2 separate regions of the Zea mays genome follow, and region 1 is linked to region 2. The links are chromatin contacts, called in public Hi-C maps. All regions are on one chromosome and are shown on one strand. The core of a region is the stretch at or near the end of the contact, and the rest is flanking DNA. Distances in the headings are between cores, read along the strand shown. Region 1 holds the start of LOC100192019. Region 2 holds the start of LOC100283982 (peptide methionine sulfoxide reductase).

Evidence for each region. Hi-C and Micro-C count contacts between places; a contact is called where the count stands out from the background.
Region 1: a Hi-C map of ear shows a contact between it and region 2, with 2.3 times the contacts expected there. The contact joins the promoter of LOC100192019 here to the promoter of LOC100283982 in region 2. A contact is called at or near these places in 2 of 25 Hi-C or Micro-C datasets (ear and tassel).

Annotation. Positions count from the first base shown.
Region 1 is chr2:38,679,789-38,682,940 of Zm-B73-REFERENCE-NAM-5.0, forward strand. It overlaps LOC100192019, which reads right to left and starts at 1,876. Exons shown (of 3, transcript NM_001137443.2): 1 at 1,040-1,876; 2 at 715-962; 3 at 1-188. The coding sequence starts at 1,465.
Region 2 is chr2:38,446,635-38,449,911 of Zm-B73-REFERENCE-NAM-5.0, forward strand. It overlaps LOC100283982 (peptide methionine sulfoxide reductase), which reads left to right and starts at 1,603. Exons shown (of 2, transcript NM_001156880.1): 1 at 1,603-2,042. The coding sequence starts at 1,722. It overlaps TRNAF-GAA (transfer RNA phenylalanine (anticodon GAA)), which reads left to right and starts at 565; the gene lies at 565-637.

The DNA.
Region 1 (3,152 bases), core at 626-3,125, 230 kb after region 2:
CCGAGCTCCACTCGGGACCGTTGGAGAAGCTGTACCAGTGCACCTCGAACGCCACCTTCCCGGTGAAGCTGAGGTTCACCGGCCGCGAGTTGAGGAAGGCCAGGTCGTTGTCGAAGCTGAGGCCCGAGAGGATGACCAGCACGCGCGGGTTCGCCGCGTGCACCGCCTCCGCGCCGCGCTGCATGTACCTGCGTGCGTGTCGACGTGGTGGCTGTCGTCAGCTCACAGTCAACTGCCAGTCGTGCGGCTACCAACTGCAACTGTGCCATTGAAAGCTCGTCCTCCGAACAGATAAAATTGTTGGTGGTACTACCGGCGCGCGCGCAGGGCGCACTATAGTGAGTGAATGAACGAAGAAAACTACTGCGTATAGTACTAAAACGCCATTTACTGATCTTCACATGTTGTGCAGGAGCAGTGCGTGCAGTAGTGTGCACTGCTCCAGTCCTCTGTGCTCCTGCTGGAGTACTATGGCGGTAGGAAGCGAGCTGCCAACCACACACTGGGTTTCATTAACGGGCCATGGCGGGCATGGCAGATGACACAGATGAACACGGGGTGAGGTGGGGTGGGTAGGACATAATCACGACACTGAGCATGGGTATTAATACCCATGGCAGAGAAGAAGTGAAAAACGAGTGTTCTACTTGCACTAATCGTGTTTGCTTCCTCAGATAAAAAAAACAAGCGATATGAACAGTTTTGACCGCTTACTTGTACCAGTCGTTCACGTTCTGCCTGGGGCCCCTGAGCTCGTTCCGAAGGCTCATGCCGACGACATTGGGGACGCCGGCGAACATGGTGGCCATCTTGGTGAGGCCGTCGACCCAGACGTCCGGGTCGAAGTAGGTGTCGCCGAAGAAGCCGCTGCCGTCGGTGTTGCTGCAGCACCACCCGGGCTTGCTCAGGTGGTTGTCCAGGATGACCATCAGGTTGTGCTCGCCCAGGCTGCTCACCACGGCCTGCATGCACACCCGATCCACAACGTCACGCGTCTGCTCGGGCTTGTCCTTCGTGAGAGCGAGACAGACAGACTTGCCTTGAAGGCGTCGATGAGCTTGAGGTCGACGACCCCGGGGTTGTTGACCCTGATGCCGGCGAGCGACTCGGTGAGGTTGAGCCGCTGGAAGGACTGCGCGACGGTGAGGTCGGAGTAGGAGGCGTCGGTGACCAGGAACGTGGGCCACGTGAACCTGACGCAGTTGAACCCCATGGCGGCCACGTCCGCGGCGATGGCGCCGACGGGCCGCTTGCCCAGCCCCTCCGCCAGCACCGGCTCCAGGTGCGACGGCCAGTTCACGCACGCCAGCTTCACCCGGCTCCCGCTCTCGTCCAGCACCCACCGCGACGCCGTCGACAGCGTGGCCGCCGCGCACCCGTGGTGGTGGCGACACGCCAACGACAAGGCCAGAAGAAGCAGGGCCAGGCACGCGGCGTCGGCGAGCGGAGGACACGAACACCCCATGGTGACGGACGGCAGATGTGACGAGGGAGGGACACGGAGCCGGGCGGTGGACGTGGAGATTTTTATAGCAGGCGCCGCTGGGCCTGGACATGCGTATGCGTGCGCACAGGGATCTTACTCTTGCCGATGGTTAAAGTAAAGGCTTGGCAGCAACAACTGTTCGGATATAATCTATGCTTAAAGGAAGGTCATTGTGGCGAGTAATGAGACCAGTGCTGCGCTCCTAATTCGCATCAGAGGCTGGGAAAAACAAATCGGAGGCCAGCCCGGCCGGTAGAGGGTTGGAGTTGAATGGCCACCTACCTCCCCCCTCTTGGGCTTCAATTTCCAGTGATGCCGATGCCGTGCCTGCCTGCCTGCATTCAGCAACCAGCACACCATTTCGATGTAGGACTGGAGTACACCTCGAGTACGTGCCGCTGGAATCGGTTGCAATTGAAATAGTGCAGACATCTCTGTAGCACTGGCGCGTGCGCGACGTGCAGTGCAGGATGCGTTTGCTTGTAACCTAAGAACTGCCACATGCTGCTGCGGTTGCGTCCAACTGAAAGGGTGGAAAGCGACGGCGGCCGGCATGGGAATGAGCAAGCAGAGCATACTAGCTACTGAAGAGACCAAAACGCTTGTCCTGAAGCTGATTCAGGCTCACGATCCACTGCAGGATTGTCTCTTGCCTTGCTTGGGGTGGGTGCCTATAACACGCTCTTGTGTCGTAGGCTCGACGATTTTGTTTGTTTGTCAGTGGATTTGGCTATGTAGAGGGGTGTTTGTTTCAGCTTAAATTCTGGCCATCGGAATCCGATTCTATCAGTCAAACGTTTTTGTTTTTCAATTCGCTTGTGTAAGAATTACTTCCGTAAAAATAGTCAAAATCAATGTGAATGTAGGATTCGTGAGTCGTCGCGACAGGAGAAATCCGTTGCTTTCTAGATCCTAAATCCTACGAGCTCCTTTATCTTTCTCCACACATAAACCCTTTGATATTTAGATTCTAGTGACAGCTAGTACGAATTCAGAACACGAATTCAGAACCTCAAAAAAACTCTTCAAAAAAAAGTTATACCAAACACGCGCAGAGCAAAAGTGTTTCAAATGATGACACATTGATCCAAGGGCGTGTAGACGATTCCCTGCATATATTTTTTAGTTGTACTCGAAGAGAAGAGAGATTAGAACAAAATTCAAGTTCCTCTTAACATTAGTTACTTTGAGGTTTGAGCATACTTTGATCATAAAAATGTGTAATAAAACAACAAGCTCATTGACATATTTTAGCTGTGGTTCTTATAGCGTTGAAGACTAACATTAGTTAGATAGATGAAGTGCCAAACCTTGGAATGGTGTGATTGGAGAGCTAGCTGTGCACCAGTCCCATGATAGAAATCCATATGATTCATCATAAGCTAAAATGCCATCTCTGATACAGTAACCCCCTTTGCAGAGCCCAAACTGCCCTGTCCAGGTCCATTTTGAAAAGAAAAAAAAGAAGCTGAGAGTGTTGTCAATATCCAGGCCCGAAAAAATAACCAGGAGCTTGTTCGGCTGCCCATGCGAGAGCACTGTTGCAGCTGCAAAATACTGTTGCGGCTGCAATCCCTAGAGACAAAATACTGTAGAAGCCGCAGCCGCAGTTGGATTAAAGCCGCAGCGAACAAGCCGCAGGACGTTAGGCTTTGCAGCATGCACA
Region 2 (3,277 bases), core at 353-2,852:
TTTATCTTTCATGAATTTTTACAAGCTCCATACTAAAAACAAGAATATAAATTTGCATAGCAAATTCTATATTCTATTAATTCATAATCAAAGAAAAAAGACTAAAAAACTAATATCCGAATAAGATCCGTTTACACCCCGTAACACTGAAAAGGAACAAAAGGCTGAACCGAGAGTCCAATAAATCAGGCAGAAGCTGGAGCTCCTTGCCCTTTCTGCATGAAAATGATCACTTTTTTTATATGTTTGGTTTGAAGTTGTAGTACACGTCGCTTCTCCCCCTCTGAATTGTGATTGTGACGTTTTCCTTTTTCTGAACTCTGGACAACGCGCAGCACGTCGTCTGAAATTGTAACGCTGCAGAGCAACATCAAGAACCTTTGTAGTACCGCGGGCTGCATTCTCGCCGCCCTGTTTGTTTGTGAATCGCTGGAGTTTTCAGCAGCAGCTGGGTGTTGGTGTTGGCTCTTGATCTGGATCTTGCCTCCTTGCATCGTGGGTCTATGCCACGGCAGCGAAGCCGCGAATGATTAGTTTAAATGTCAGTTTTTAGATAAACAAATAGCGGGGATAGCTCAGTTGGGAGAGCGTCAGACTGAAGATCTGAAGGTCGCGTGTTCGATCCACGCTCACCGCATATATTTATTTCACTTTTGGCTCCCATTTTGAATCTTTTGAAGAATACAGAATACAAAATTGGCCCTGCTTTAAACATTTACACAACAGACAGTCGAAAGACATGTTATATATACTTTTCATAATTAATTTGGCCCTCATTTTTAATCTTTTGAATTGACAAATTTGGTCATGTTGTGCACATTTACACAATGGACAAAATCGAAAGCAATGATTTAGTTTGTCCCTCGTTTTGAATATTTTCAATAGACAAATTTGGTCCTGCGTTAAACATTTACACAGGAGAGGTCGCAAATAGCTGCGCGCATGCTAGGTTTTGCCGTTCACGAACGAGCGACAAGGTACTGTACATTAGTTTATTTACACTGATCCAAGTCATAGCTTTTCGATACCAAAATATTAATCTGTACAGCGATCTCCTCGTGTTTTCTAGTTATACATTGTACTTTCCCCCGATTTATTTGGAAGCACATGGTTACATCTGCCGTGGAAATCCTAACTACTACACAGAAATAGCAGCTTGCACAGATTGTAGTCATCTATAAGATTTTGTGAGGATTTACATCAGGACGTGTACACGTATAACTACATAACAAATTAGCAAGGGCGACAACAAACCTTAAGAGCTGATTTAGTGGGTTGATTTGGTGACAAGAGGATCATAGAAGGATTAAAGGTGATTGAGGGCGAAATTAGTTTATTTCCCCTCAACGCCCTCCAATCCTTCCGTGATCCCATGTCACCAAATCAACTCTAAAACATAAGAATATACAGAACTTTCTGTTACAATTTCTTAAGGTCCACATTTAATTCTACTAACAACTTTTTAGTCAACTAAATATTACCTCTAGTCCATTCAAATAACACTAAACGTCACCGCTGACGCCCCTGGCCGGCCGGGAAAATAGAGAGGAAACACTGGTCCATCCATAAACAAAAACTAAACAAGCAGAAGCTGAAATTGCCATCAGATTGGGAGACTCACTTCACTCACTCGGGAGTCGGGTCCTCCTCGACTCAGCTCCTCCACAAACAAAGCCACCACCATCCCAACCCAAACACATCGGCCGACCACGGGCGCCGCCATGTCCACCGCTGACGCGGCGAGCCCGGCCCTGGCGCCGGACTGGGACGCGCCGGCGGGCGAAGGCCTGGCCCTGGCCCAGTTCGCCGCGGGCTGCTTCTGGAGCGTGGAGCTGGTGTACCAGCGCCTCCCAGGCGTGGCGCGCACGGAGGTGGGGTACTCGCAGGGCCACCGCCACGCCCCCACCTACCGCGACGTCTGCGGCAACGGCACGGGCCACGCCGAGGTGGTCCGCGTGCACTACGACCCCAAGGCCTGCCCCTACGACGTCCTCCTCGACGTCTTCTGGGCCAAGCACAACCCCACCACGCTCAACAGACAGGTGCGCGACCGTCTACTGAATAAACACACACACACACAATCTCTTGCGCGGTGGCGGCGCCGGCGCCAGCCTAGCTGATCGCCTGATCCTGTCGCCGGCGTCGCAGTCGCAGTCGCAGGGCTGGTTGGGGGCCCACTGCAACCAGTTGCCAGGTTCAATGGACCTGGTCACCTGGAACGGATACTATTTTCGATTCCGCTGCGCCTTTCGCAGCCGCTGAACGCGATCTATGTTTCTTTATTGCACCACGTAGCTAGTATCCCAAATTAGTTGACAAGTCAGCATATTAGCCAATGGTAGACCGTACGTAGACAAGACAGCATCAGTCGATGTCATGTGGAGGAGCATCGTGTTCGTGTCCATAAAAAACACTGTATGGTGTCAATAATATGGAACCTGGTCATTGACGTCAACATCCTAATTTAGTCGTTTAGACAGCCAAACGCTTGTTTCCCTAGTAATAGATAAGGCCCCGTTCTAAACCTTGTCAAGCTAATTAGGTTAGAGCAGCTAGCAATTAATAGCTATCGAGATATATATAACTAGCAATTAGTTGATCTATTAGTTGGTCCATTCTAAACCCTAAAACAAAAATAGAAGATCATAAAAAACTCTTAAAATTTTATAGAACACCTTATTATTTATTCTACCACGATATTAAGAGATAAAAACTACAAAATTCTATTCTTTTAATCGTGTGTATTAAATAAAACTAGTACAATAATACCTGCACATTGCCACGTCGCGCAAGAATAAATATTATATTTTATTTTAGCCAAAAGATATAAAAATGTATAAGTCAAATAGAACTCGACACTTTTTTTATAACTCGTTCGATGGTTCGTCCTCTTTTAACTATCGTGTGGTAATATATAGGAGTGTTGCGTTGTGAATGGTTTCCTGTCGTTTTGGGCTTGGATGCTCACGATGCATGTAGGCTTGGATGGTTTTCATGGCTCGTCTATAGAGTAACGACATATAAGTAGGGGAGAGAAATAGACATCAAAACTAGTGTTTTACAGGAGTAGAGACTTTCTGTTTTATACCGTTTATAGATAAATCATAACTTAATATTTTGATATATTAGTAGAGTAAAGCCTTGTTTGGAACCCCTAGAGCTAATAGTTACCTAGCTAATAAATTATTAGCTAGGTTGAGCCGGCTAATGAACTACTCCCTCTGTTTCTTTTTATTAGTCGCTGGATAGTGCAATTTTGCACTATCTAGCGACTAAT